Linked DNA regions of Rattus norvegicus: region 2 is linked to region 1. Evidence: chromatin contacts called from public Hi-C data. All regions are on one chromosome and are shown on one strand. The core of a region is the stretch at or near the end of the contact, and the rest is flanking DNA. Distances in the headings are between cores, read along the strand shown.

Region 1 (6,804 bases), core at 3,629-6,128:
TAGATGACTTGTGATTGGTCTACACCCATCCTCTTAGCCTTTCCTGTTCAGCAGAGATGAGGTCCCTCCTTTTAGGCCTAATATAATGAAGATTCAAAAGCAGATTTCTGTCTGGATCTAATCCTACATGATTCTATTGTTTTTCCTTGCAAAAGCATGTTTTTCCACGTATTACATAAACAGTTAATGGGTCACAGGGCTTCCATGAGTTTGTTGTATATGAAAGAAAAGCAAGAAAGTTCTTAAATGTGAAAAATACTAAATGTGAAGGAATAGCTTTGTCGCTGTTGTTGTTGTTGTTGTTGTTGTTGTTGTTGTTGTTGCTGTTGTTACAAAGGTTCTATTATCTTGTTCTCAGTTTCTACATTCATGAGCCAACACTGGTCCGTCTTCTAGCAGTTTCCAGCAGAACCCAAGATAATTACACATATTTTCACTCGTTACTGATGAACACTTGGACACAGAGCAGTAAGACCCTTGAAATGTTCATTGACTGTAGAGACCTGAATCATAGCCCAAAACACTGTCTTGTGTGATTAAATCTTGGTTTCTTTCTTTTCAAAGCAAATTTGATAAGGATCTTTTTATTTTGTCAGTTATCCCCCTGAATTAATATGATCTTCACACTTATTTATATTAAAAACATTTTTAAAACCAGCCATAAAGATTAAATTGTCTCCTCCAGATAGACTCTTCAATGAGCTGGTTTATGGTTTAAGATAATGAGCTGTTCTACACTTCTCCAGTGAAACGATCCTGGTTGGAAAACCTAAAGTGATCCTTTAATGTGTAAATGAGTAAACATCTTTCCAAAGGAAGACTCACTCAGCCTGACAGATTTACACACATGGACAGAGTGTTCATTATCCCGAAGATGACAGGACAAGAGATCTTCTAGTGATCCATGGTTAATAGATTTCTAAAGTAATACCACAAAGAATACATCACGATAAAATAATGCAGTGTGCATGAATGGAAACAGATGTCTTAGGGAAACTGCTCTTTTCAAACGCACATGCATAGCTTATTATGTGGGCTACACGGACATCCCACAGATGTTTGGAAAGGGTTAAAGTGACTAGCCAGAGGCAGACTTATTTTGGCTGAATAAATGCCAATAAAACATTTTTTAAGGGGCTGGGGAGATGGTTCAGCGGTTAAGAGCACTGGCTGTTTTTACAGAGGCCCTGAGTTCAATTCTCAGCAACCACATGGTGGCTCGCAACCATCTGTAATGGGATTCAATACCCTCTTCTGGTGTGTCTGAAGACAGTGACAGTGTACCCGCATATATGAAACAAATAAATATTTAAAAAAAAACCCAAAAATTTTAAAAATAAGTAATATGGTTCTCTTGGGTTGAATTTCTTATTATTTGTGTCTCATTCTTTCTTCTGTGGGGCTTACTTCTCAGGTGGATATTATTCCAGATGATTCTGGGAGCCTGTCTGAGCAACTGTAGCCAAAGCCTCCACCCTAAAGGAAAGCCCAGATTTGCTGATATGGGAAATATGTATCTGTGCATCTGAATCTCATCCTCCACATTTATTCAATGTCTACTGTCCTCATAGAGTCCAGAAACTATCAAGGCATTCTGAAGTATTAAAACCTCTAGTGCCAAGACCCATTTTCCTAAGACAGTTTGCAGCTCAATTTTCTGTGAAAGGGATGTGGCCAGTCATAATGGAAGTGGTCAAGGATCTCCCAGCGGCCATCTCATAGGATTGTCAAAAGGAAACTTGGGAGGAGAAATGAACAGAAATGTGTACATTTTTAGGCCTCTGCAGTCCCCTGGAGGAGAATGGTGTGCAGCCCTGATGGCCTAGGAGCCACCTGGAAGACATGAGCATTCCACATGGGCCTGGTTTCCCTTCCAGGAAAGTTGATGGTTTCCACTGTCATTCTGCCTGAGATATCTCATCTCCACTTCTGCACTCTGTCATAAACTCTACTGTGTGGTCATACTGCATTAGAGATAGATTCTAAGTGCCTTTTGCCTGGGATGATGTTCCTTCTGTTGCCCACATCCCTGAGGCTAATTCTTTCAAAGATTAATACAGCGACTCTCTCTCTCTCTCTCTCTCTCTCTCTCTCTCTCTCTCTCTCTCGTGTGTGTGTGTGTGTGTGTGTGTGTGTGTGTGTGTGTGTGTGTGTGTGTGTACAGGTTGGAGGTCAGCCTTACATATCATTCCTCAGGACAGCAGTCTACTTGGGTTTTTCTTATTACTATTATTTTGTTTTGTTTTTGAGACAGAGTGTCTGAGTAGGTTGGGACTCCTCCCCAACCAGCCACCACAACACATCTGTTTGTTTTCACCTTCTCGGCCTCTGGATTCTTAGCAAGCACTAAGACAGCTGGATTTTTCTTTCTTTCTTTTTTATTTTTTTTTTTACAAGAGTATCAGAGAGAAGACTCACGCCCTCATTCTTAGATGGCAAGCTTTTTCCAAATGTGCTATCTACCTTTAACCATAGCCACCCATGGTCACCAAAACATGCTCTGTGGGAAGGACTGAAGGATAGACAGGGATGAAAAGACTCTAAAGCCGTGGTTCTCAACCTTCCTACTGCTGCAACCCTTTAATACAGTTCTGCATGTTGCAATGACCACAGCCATCAAGTTATTTCATCGCTACTTCATGACTGTCAATTTGCTTCTCTTATGAATCATAATGTAAGTGTCTAAAAAGCGAGATGTCCGATTTGTGACCCCTTGACTCCCCAACAGGCACCACAACACACAGGTTGAGAACCACTGCCTGGGGTCTTTCCTGGGCCAGCTCTTTACACAGGACTGTCCCTACTGCACCACCACAGGGTGTACCCCTCTCTATTTTAAGATATAGGACTGCAACGTCCTGCTGCTTTGTGCCATAAAAAGGAAGTACTGAGCCTTGAAAATCAGGCTTCCCAGAGCATTAAAAAGGAGTGACAGCCATGTAAATGCCATCGACGGGAGTGATTCATGAGGTGGCATCATTACAGTACACCTCTTTAGCCCAAATCAGCCAGTGATTGCAGATATCGAATAACAATATGGAAGTGTAGATAGAGTACACTTGATTTGTTTGGGTGGCCTGTGGCCGGCCTCTCCGTGTCTTGAGTTTCTGTGTTGGATGCAGACCCGAAGTATCCCACGATCATCAGAACGATGGCTTCTCCACTGCCACTCAGCTTAACTGAGAAGACACGGATACGAGCTGCATAGAAGCAAGGACAGCCCTGCTGTATTTGGCTTTTTCTTGCTATTCTTTCAAGCAGAACAAAGGACAGATGAGAAAAGCAGACTGCCAGGCCTCATTTCAGAACATCGGACTCAGATCTCTATTTCATCAAGCTCAGGACCAGGACCATTCTTATACACGTTAAAGGGAAAGGGTAGGGTCTTTCCGTTCACAAAGCACCTGGTACAGATAAAAGGGAGCCTCTAAAGGGTCAGGACCAACTTGCTTTGAACCTGTGGCTTACTTACCTAACACTAGTCATAATATTCAACTTACTATCTTTACATGCAAATTCTTGTTTATTTTTCCTATTGCCACTAGATACCTCTATTGCTACTCTGTTTTCCTCTCAGATATAATGACTTTTCTGCAGTAGATAGGCAGGGAAGATATTTTTAGAAACTAAATGTTTTCATACAAATTGGCATACAGGAAGTTATGAAGCTTGGTTTGGTGGGTTTAGCTTTGTCTTTAAGAGTGATGTCGGGTTATTAAGCAGATAAACAGATGTACCTATAAGACAGGATGGCTATCAACAATCTATCGGGTCACTACTGGCATATATAGAGTAAGGTTGTTCTTTTACAAATTCTTGAGACACTAACCTCTTCTAGAATTATGAATTATTCTCTCTCTCCCCCTCCCCCTCTCCCCCCTCTCTCTGCCTGATCATCACTATGCAATACAATAAGCTCCATGTTGCATATTTCACACAGCATTTGTTCCCGTAGAATGATCCTGCTTCTCTTCCTTGATAGTTTATTCAATCTACCACTTTTCAGCTAAACCCTCATGTCTTAATTGCATGAGCTCAAATCTCAGTTTCATCTGTTTAAAATATTTTCCCCAATACATACCATTCTGCTTCTATAGAGGTTGTTTTTGTGTTAGGGGGAAAATATCCTTCCTAGTCTCAAAGTGACTCTCCCTTAATGAGCCAGTGTTGCCGATTTCATTGATTTTTGTTTCACTGTGCTAGAGAGAGGGAGAGAGTGACAAAGAAATGAAGTAACCTGATTTCTGTGATTGGCACCAGAGTTATTTTGAGATTCAAAAGGATCATGTGCAAAAAGAAAAAAAATGATAGGAGACTGGGTAAATTCCCAAGTGAGTGACAAGCCCTCTGAAGTAGCTACACATGTCCAAATGTCTTCCAGGAAGAAATCATGCCCATGTATTAGTGGAAAAAGATCTCCCTCCAAAGGTACTAGAGATAGACTTCATGGCTTCTGCATTTGCATGTATATAACTGGCCACATTGTAGCAGTGGAATAGTGAGACCTGTCATTCCAGGAAAAACATAACTTGAACAGACAATCCCTTAATGGAAGATTGAATTTCTTCCAGGTATGATGATTATTTCCTTGTTGAAGGTGGTAAATTTTTCTTAGATCATGAAAATATTGTGATATAGACACTGTTCATATAACTGGACCATCTTTGTCTGCAGACTCCATCAACAGCTCTTGCATGGAGCCCTGTACTGCCTCACCCCTTAAGTCCTGTTCAATCTTCCTCTCTTTCCAAGAATGGAATCTTGCCTCCTGACCCTCTGCTTCCTTCATGCATAATTTCCTCTTTGCCTGAAAGCTGTGCCAAAATGCCTTCACTGTTTCCACCGCACTGCTTCTCTGTGTTCCGCTGTAGTTTTTGACTTTACGCTGGGGATTGCAACACCCAATTCCTGACCTTCGCTTGTGGGTTTCACTGTGTGAGTTAGAGCACGCTTTCAGGCTCAACAAATTCACGTCAACTGCTTCCCACAGCCTTACAGGATAGCCAATAGTGAGTAAAGAGGCAGGAGCAACTAACAGCTGGGGTGAACAGAGACTTGGTTTGCTCTGTAGAGGAGGTGCCTAGTGGGCTTTCTAATCCCAACAGCTCAGCCCTAAACAGATGTAAATCTAAGCAACACTAAATGGACTCCGTGCATCTCATGTATATAAAAGAAGAGGTCATGAATTTGAGAGGGAATGGAGGTAGACACAGGAGGAGTTGGTAAAGGAAAAGTCAGTGCAAATGACATAAACACAATACTAACATATAATAAAAGTTAAAATTCAAATAAAAAATAAGAAATCGTTAATATCATGGTTCAAGACTCAAGCCTCTGCTTTCAGATGAACTCTGACTCAAAGCCTGTAACTCTCAATTTCAAACTATAGGAACATGATAAATTATTTAAGCATGTTAGATCTCGATAATGTCACTTAAGTATCTAAATAAACTGGTGCTTATTAAGGAATTATCTTGAATATTTATTGAGACAGTTTATCTGCAAAGTGGTTGCCGTTATTTGTAATTTTATAAACATGCAATTAATTGAGTGGGAAAAAAAACAATTGTTCAATATCCAGAAAAGATGCACTACTGCATCATTTTAAAACAGTTGATACTTTATTAACTTATTTGTATATGTGTATATGGAGGAGGTGCTTGTGTTCCACAGTGCAATCATGGAGGTCAGAACACAACTTGCAGAAGTCCGTTTGTTATCAACTCCATGCCATCAGGCTTGGTGACAGCCACCTTCACCCACTGACCCATCTTTCTGACTCATGAGCTACACCTTTTCTTTTTTTACTAATTAAATGAGGGAAGGGCCTATAGATTCTTAACCATAAGACAATTATCTAAATGATATCCCCATTTTATTTGAAGCAAAATGAGATGAATAACTGTGGATCATTTGCTATTTTAAACTTTGAAGAGGAAAACTACCAAAGGCTGTAGAAACAGTCAACACAGAAATGTGCTCCATAGTTTCTTGTACTACTGAGACTTGAGGATTCGAAAAACTTGGCAGTCAGCTTCCTGGTGGCCAGAAAAGAGAGAAATATGACAAATTGCAAAATATTTAATATCCACAAGATAGCGATAGACCGAACTTATGGAAGAGGACATAAGCTGTCCTGTACTGTCTTTAGACCCTGAGTTTATTTGTTCTCCTTAGCTGGGTCCTCACAATGTTACATGATCCTGTTGGAATTTGGTTGGTCCCTTAAAGGTGAAGAATATTTTAGAGTCTCCCCAGCAGAAATAAATTACCCTCGGAAGGGAGAAGAGCTTCATTTTCCAGCTGGCAAGCAGCCGGTGTGCACACTCGCCTTTTTGATGAATGGAGCCATTACATTATCTGTCTCCTGTATTCTGGACCACCCAGCACCTTCTTGGCATTGTCTCTGTTTGGGAAGAATGGTTGTCTTTGTTTGGCCTGCCAAAACACTGTTTCTGCAATGTGACCCGCTGGAGAAGAGTTCCTAGCTGAGCAATTTCTTTTTTGAGAGGCTTTGGCCCTTTTTTGAGTGTGGAAGAGCTGTCTAAAAACTAGAAAAGTGTTCAGCTCCCCGAGGACCCTCAGTGAGTTTAGGATCCCTGCACTGTTGCCACCGTCATCATCTTCCCACTGGTGAAGAACTCTCCCTTGGCTGGACAAATAACGCATGTTTTCTTAGCTAGCCCTCTTGGCAAATCTAAAATGTCTAATTCTTGTTATACGGATGAAAAGATTGAAGTCCATGGGGCAGAAGAACTAAGCCAAGATCACACAGCAGGAGCAAAACAGGAAAGTCACTTCCAG
Region 2 (7,466 bases), core at 4,015-6,514, 82 kb after region 1:
GAGGAGGAAAAAATCCTGCCTGGGGGATGTCCATCACTCCAGCTGGGTCACCTCACCATTCATCGGAATAGGATGGGTAAAGTGCACAAAGAACCTCCCTCTTTGCATAATAAACACCGGGACCTAGACACCACAACCTTTTGTGGGTCCTGATCCCAGCCAGGAACCTCTCTTTCAATTCTCTTTGCTAACAAGGCCCAGTCTGAAATGCCCGTGTTACCCTGGAATCCTTCTGTCGCCCATTCAAGGAACACAGACTGCAATATAAAATTCCAAGGGTTAAGTAACTAAGCATAAAAAAAAAAAAACCTGTGAGTCAAACAGGGACAATAAGCACCTCACGGAGGCTGGTGCTAACTGGGGCTGAGGAAGCAAAGTCAACAGTAAGGCTGTGAATGAGCCATAATGAGGTATCTCAGGAAAGTGGCACAGCTGTTACCACTACACCCTCGAATTTAAGAATGAATGCTTCAGCCTCCCCGGAGACCACAAATCACACCCTGATACTGTCAAATGATGACCGACCTCAGAGCAGTGACCTCAGTGGCCCGCTCAATTAGGAATCTGAAATGCTTGAGTCAACCTTAGCATCCAGGCTGCAGGCCACAGAACGGGGGAAGCCTCAGCAATTTCATCAAGGAACACACACACACACACACACACACACACACACACACACACACACACAGAGAGAGACAGACACACACCGTAGTGGCTAATGTCAACAAGCTGCATTACGTAACAAGCATGATTTGTTCTGAAGCATCAGGCTGTGGGTTCTGTCGCCAGGGCCTACCGTTCTGATTATTTATAATACACTTCCTGTTTCCAGTTGCCTTTCAAAAAATAAAATCAAACAACCTTTGGCTCAGCGTGGCTAGCCTGCTCTCCCACAGCACAGCTTGAAAAGCTGAATGAGCAGAAGATTAAATGAAAGTAGCAAGCAAATTCATGGCAGCTTCCCAAAGCGGCCATACCCTTTGTAGGAGAACGCAAAATGGTGGACAGAAAAATGAACAAACTAAAAGACGTGCTTACATTTTCCTAAACAGAAAGGAGCCAAACTTTTATTAGTGGCTATAACAGGCATTTATAGGCTTGGACTGGTATTTAAACCATCACCCTCAAGTGCAAAAATCAAGCCCTGAGCCTGGGTGCCAGCTCCTTTTAAATGTTTAATTGGGAGCCTTGGTTATATAATGTGACAGTTCAGATAAGGCCCTAAGATCAGGCCACATTCATCTTGTCTGAAAAGAAAAAAGAAAAAGTGCCCATTCTGCCAAGATAGTAATTACGTCATTCTGCACAGTAGCTACAAGAATTTTTTGTGAAAACAGCTAAAGACCCCCTAAAGATCCTTCCCTACTTTGGCTAACTGAAGTAGGCACGTGGCGTCAATCATCGGGCTGGGGAATTTTGCTCCTGCCCCTGGAAGCTCTTCCTGCACTCCTCCCCCACCACAGAGTGTCCTACAGAATACTCTTAATGCATCCTACACAATAAACACCAACTTTCTGTTCTATCTCCTTTTGTACTTTGGACTGCATGAACAAGAAGCTAGGAAACAGGAACCCCAAAGGCATCAAAAGGAAGTGGATTCAGTGTGGAGGGCTCTGAGTGCTGTAGCAAGCTAAAGAGCCCACAGTGTGTATATTGGGGCCGTTCACAGCATCGCCCTCCTAAAACTCTCCTGGAGAGTGTTGCACACAGCCATGCTTGTGGAAGTCACCCACGTCACCTCGGGGAAGAAGGCAAGGGAACAGAAGCTGTGCAGTCATAAAGGGATGACCTCTGTCAAACAGAACAATGATACCGCACTTAAATCCACTTGCAGCTACACTGTAATTGGTGAGGAGCTGATTCAATCTTTGAAATAACTAAACCAACAGATTAAGTACAGTTTGGGGCCAGAGAGCAAGTCTGCAAATGACACTATAAGGTCAGCCTAGAGTGAAATATGTCTTGAAGGATCAGCAAAGAGAACGAACAGAGGCCAGAGACAAGCCTAGTTTTAAACAAAGAAGGAATAACAAGATCCGCCTGCAGAATTTGGCCACGGACAGTTTTGATGTAAAGTCATCTGTCGCCTTTAGGGGGAAAATATATTAAAATGCTCTACTGAAGTTGAGCAAAAGGAGGGGGATGCTCACTGCCGATGATGGTGCATATTTCATAGGAGAATGACAGCTCAGTAGAATTCATTCATTTCAAAGGATGACTGTCCTATTGTGCAGTGTGCAGGGCTCCAATCAGGCTCCGAGTTGCCTACAAAATTTAAGGCTTTTGCTGGGCACAGTTGTTCTTGACTACGGTAACTTAGAGAAGATGTGAAATCCCCAATACCTAATACATGCAAACAACAATATTTAAAGAGTCTTTGATTTCTTCTAAATTCAGGGATAAATAATTTCAGAATTGCCCGGAGATCTTCACCCACCCGGTTTTTGCAAGGAAGCGCTCCAACCCAGTATGAAATAAGGCGATTTCACAAAGCAGCCAGTGATTAATTGAGAAAAGTGTAATACAGTATTTGCAGCACAGATGTTCACAGTAACCATTTCAAAGACAGTGCGGTCCCACTTCCGCCTCAACAAATAAATAAACAAACAAACAAACAAAACCAGAAGAACCTAAATTTAAGTGGTAATGTATTCTTGATCTACATCTAATTCTGGTAAGTCCTGTCCTCCACTGCAGTAGGAAACTGACTGGAGTCAAATATTTTGTTACTATCCTTCCTCTGTCCTCTTGTGGTACTCGGGGAGCGCACACAAAGACACACACACAGACACACAGAGACACAAACCAGTTACTGTTCAGGGTCAAAGACAAAAAGGAAATTGAAGTGTCCTTCTTAGTACTAGCACAGGGGGCTCCAAAGGGCAGGCTCTAAACAGGCAAAGGTGTACTTGTGGGTGCAGGGGGAGCAGTAATGGGGGTGTGCAGTCAGGGAGTCTGAAGACAAGAAGAAACCTAGACAAAAAGACCCAAAGGATTCCTTGTTCACCCAAAGGTGCGCAAGGGGCGAATTTCCACCCCAACCTTCCTTTCCAGTCTCCAGGCAGAAGGAAGCTTTAAAACTCCTTTTCCCTCTGCTAGAGCCTTGGGCTCAGCCGGAGGGGACACTTTTTGTGTCTCTTTTAAAAAGCCACCTTTGGAACAAAGGTTTAACACCTGCAGGCTGCTAAGAACAATGGCTACAAAAGAAACCGAAGGAGCGGCGTCTGAAAACCAACCGGGGATTCCCTAGTCCTTACATGAAGGGGAGGGGGATCGACCTGGGGAGAGAAATGCCCCGGCAAAGGGAATCAGCCCCACGCACCCGAGCTCTACGAGCCTCCCAGGGCACGCATGTCCGTGCCCCGGTTCAGATTCGCCGCCCTCCCTCCCCGGATCTCCCCAAAACGCCCCCGCTGCAGCCCGCCCCATTGTCTGAAACGGTCTGAAAACTTCGCAACTAGTCGAACGTGGACAGACACACAAATAAACCCGTTTAACGAGGCCACGCATAATGATCCCAGCAATCTTTCAGTCCTGGACTTGAGAGCTTTGAGACCTCCCGCACAGGCAAAGTCCCCAGGATATTTTTTTTTTAATTTAAGCAAAAGACAAAACGCAAAAGCAAAGATGGGCTGGTTACCTTGCACACCAGCTCCTCTCCGCTGTGCAGATGCACAGCGCGGAAAACGTGGTCTCCCTCCAGAGGCTCCAACAGTAAGTATTTCCCGATGCAGGAAACGCAATGCGACAAGTTCGGAGTCTCGGGCGGGCTCGGAGAGCCAAGGTTCGGGCTGAAACTCTGGCTGGGCTCAGCGGACCTTATAGACGACAGCTCTTCGAAATCCTGGGTTTTGTTCCGCGATCTCCCATATCTCGCTATTGTGATAGGGGTAGACCTGTGTATGTTCATGAGTGTGGGGATCGCACACGACAAAACAAACAAACCAAAAAGAAAAACCCCACTGGAGAGATGGATGAGCCGCGGGTGCAGGCGCCTCTGTGCCACAGACTTAAAAGGATCAAGAAGGGAGGGGACCCGTCTGGGGCTCCGTAGAGGAGAGTTAAGAACTAGCCCCCAGATGGGCGCCGCAGGGCTGGTCCCCGGCTGCGAGCCCCGCTCCCGGGGGTGCTCGCTCGGCCGACAACTCGGGTCCTTTTGTTACCCAGAAGCCGCCAGCGCAGTGCAGAACCGCACTCTGGAGTCAGTGGGTCTCTGTTCGCCGCGTGGATCTGGACGAGTGAGCGTGCCTCTGGGGTGCGGAGCTGCAGCGCCGGGATCCTGAGCGATCCCCAGCTGAGGATCCGCAGACCGGGCGGAGGAGCCCTGCCTGGAGTTTGTGCAGTCTTCAGGGAGCGTGCGGCGCCGGCTCGCCCTCCACGCGTTAGAAACCAAACAAAAAGAAAAAGGAAATAAGCACGGGTCTACCGGCTCACGCCGCGCGGCAGCCAGAATCCGCGCTGCACCCCCCCTTTTTGGTAGAAAGGGTGGGGGGCGTGGAAGGGGGTGCTAGAGAGGGCAGTTACCTAAGTCTTAACTGTAGATGGCGTCTGAGGCTTTTCCAAAAAATCGCAGAGCTCTCCCTCTCGCTCTCAAAAAAAAAAAAAAAAAAAGGGACAGAAAAAAAAGCAAAATAGCAAAGGAGCATTTAACTTGGGGCGGTCAGCAGTGGCAACAAAAGATTGCAAAAGCTGAGTAGGGAGTGCGGAGTAGGGCAGGCACAGGTACCGCGACAAAGCCCAAAGCTGAGCCCGCGCGGTCAGCACTAGCTCTTGCTGTCGCCGCTCACGTCCCAGATCCTCCTCTGATGAAGCAAGAAGTGCGGGCGGTGACCTGGGGGGACCAGCGGCAGGAGATTTCCGGGGGTCCTGCAGGAGCTGGCCGCAGATGCTCCCCGGACTCTGTTAACCCGCGGCGTTCTTTTTCCGCTGCACAGCTGGGTCTTGAGGCTTGGAACAATTTGCAAACCACTCTTGTCTCCCGATGCCTTGCGACCAAATTGCACGGCGGGCTTGTTCTGGAGGAAAAATAAAAATCGACGGCTTGTCTTCTTTTCTTTTCTTTCTTGCCACCCAGAAGTAGGAGAGGACCGTGTATTTAAAAATTAAAGGGGATGGCCACGGTGCCCTAGGCCAATCCCGGCGCTCAGCACGCCCGCATCCCCGGGCGAGGCGGTATTAATAGTTACTTACGTGGCCGGGGATCTCGGAGCGAGCCCGGCTGTGTGTGCGCGTATGTGTGCGCGCGCGCCTCGCTCGCTCGCGCTCAGTCTCCCCATTCAAAGTCACCGACACATTTCCACTGAGCCCCCGCCCTCTTCGCCGGCCCCGCCCCACCCACGCCCCGGCCCCTGTCATTGAGCCGGGAGCCCATCAATCAGCCGCGCCGCTGCCAGTTCGCGCGCGGCTCCCCAGCGCCTGCCCGCGGCCAGGACTGCTGCCGCCACTCCTGCAGCGCCCCCGCGGGAGCCCTGGCCTCGCCCCTGGATGGCTCGGCCAGGCGCGAGGTAAACAGTGCTTTTATATCCTTCCGCAGTCCATGGGCTCTGGGCTTGCCTGGCCTGCTGCTCGCGCTGCAGAGCTAAGGATGCTGGGCTGTGTATCTACCACCATCGCCACGCAACACCGGCAGGCTCAGGTCAACTTTGGGACTTAGATCCTCTTCCATGGGATTTTCTGCAGAAAGCCTCGCAACTTCTGAGTATTGGGCCCTCCTCTGCTGCGATGTTAACCTGAGCAAGAGGCTCCCCTCGGTTTTTAAAGAACGAAGAATTTCTTGCAGCCCACAGTCTCTAGAATTAGTTTTACTCTCTCTCCAGTTGCTTCTCACTTCAACAGAAGTCCATTGTGGGCTTGTAATTAGTGTCACCACCCCTCCCCCACTTCACAGTTATAGGATTGGGGGTACTTTCAGCGTCTTTTGATTTAAGGACAGGGTCTTTTGGGGGGCTCAGGCACACACACCTCTTTGCACTCACACCTCTGCAAGTGATATTGGCTCCCAGGCAAAGAGCCAGGCTTCTCCAGTCCAGTCATCTCAGTATGTGGGCCAGGAACACATTCAATACTAAGTTCAACTGAAGGCTGCACTTTAACCCGGACTTATTCTTAGCTTCCTGGTAAGGTTCCTGACTATTGGTTTGAGCAGACCTGGGGAAAGTTCAGGCCACAGCTTCAGCCTCTTGCCTTTACCTCAGAGAAGCAATGTAGCAGGGAAAACAGAAAGAGAAGGAGAAGCAGCTATGGTCTGGGGCGAGGCTACTGCTTTCTACGAGGGAGGCCACTCTGCAACAGTTTTCCGCACTACCACTTTTGAACGAAAATAGAAAACTATTTATAATTATAGTTAACTGGGACAATAGTTGCTCTAATGATCAGGAGATCCCTGAGGGTTGTTTCAGAATGGTGAATGGACCTTGCTTGTCCAGCTGGCCACCCTAGAGAACAGATTTTAAGAAAAAACTAAGATGGCCCGTGTCTTCTCACAGATCTCACATCCTGCTCCCCACTCATCTGCCTTACACTCAGTCTCCGATCTCTAAACTGTCCCTTAGTAGGATAACAGTTTGAGGATGTCATGATGACCACAGACTAGTGTGCCATCATGTAGTCTCTGCCCAGTTCAAGAACGGCGCTAGATAGTCTCTACAGAGGACCCATGGAGAAATGTTCCCTGTGGCCTCTACTGGGTAACTATCACAAAACTTTCTTGTAAGAAAGCTTGAGAGACCTGTGTTCCAGCGTCAGTATCCAGTTTCAGAAGGAAACTGAGTTGGTAGGATTTTTGTTTTTATTTTCCCCTCCCTAGGTCTCATCTGTGAAATAACAGGCCCCTGCTTACCTCATGTGATCCCTAGAACTGCAATTGCAGTTCTGGGAGATTCATGAAGAAGTATGATAGTGTTTCTCACCCTGTGAGTTGTGATCCCTTTGGGGTGAAGAACCCTTTCACCGGGGTCGCATATCAGACATTTACATTATATTCATAAGAGAAGCAAAATTACAGTTATGAAGTAGTAGTGAAGTAATTTTATGTTTGAGGGTCACTGCAACATGAGGAAGTGTATTCGAGGACAGTAGCATTAGGAAGGTTGAGGACTGCTGGCTTATGACATGCTTATCCCTGGGCGAAGATCTAAGTTTGAGTAGGATTTGATCTTCTCCACCCTAGAGCTCAGTCTAACCCCGGAGGGCTAAGAAACTAAGAAACGCACGCACACACACACACACACACACACACACACGAGAGAGAGAGAGAGAGAGAGAGAGAGAGAGAGAGAGAGAGAGAGAGAGAGAATGGAGCCTTTACAATATGACGGCCCAAGGAAACATACACTTTTCCAGGACTCTAGGAAACTTTCCTGAAAATGTGATCTCCCCCTCCCCGTCTCTCCTTGACCTTGAATGAATCCAGAGAAAATATTTTTTGAGACCTACTATGTGTCAGACACTGGATATGTAGAAGATAT

The links. Hi-C and Micro-C count contacts between places; a contact is called where the count stands out from the background.
Region 2: a contact with region 1 is called in a Hi-C map of Schwann cells, with 2.3 times the contacts expected there. The contact joins the promoter of Trib2 here to the enhancer-like site in region 1. A contact is called at or near these places in 5 of 12 Hi-C or Micro-C datasets (the Rat2 cell line, Schwann cells, kidney and 2 more).

What each region holds. Positions count from the first base shown.
Region 1 is chr6:44,212,218-44,219,021 of GRCr8, forward strand. No RefSeq gene overlaps it. Among named protein-coding and RNA genes, the nearest start is that of Trib2, 83 kb to the right of the region's middle. Within about 2 kb of position 4,879, at least 17 of the 93 cell types and tissues checked have an H3K27ac peak or open chromatin away from gene starts, as enhancers often do. A contact at or near this core is called in Schwann cells, where this site is marked.
Region 2 is chr6:44,293,830-44,301,295 of GRCr8, forward strand. It overlaps Trib2 (tribbles pseudokinase 2), which reads right to left and starts at 5,265. Exons shown (of 3, transcript NM_001108015.3): 1 at 3,641-5,265. The coding sequence starts at 3,910.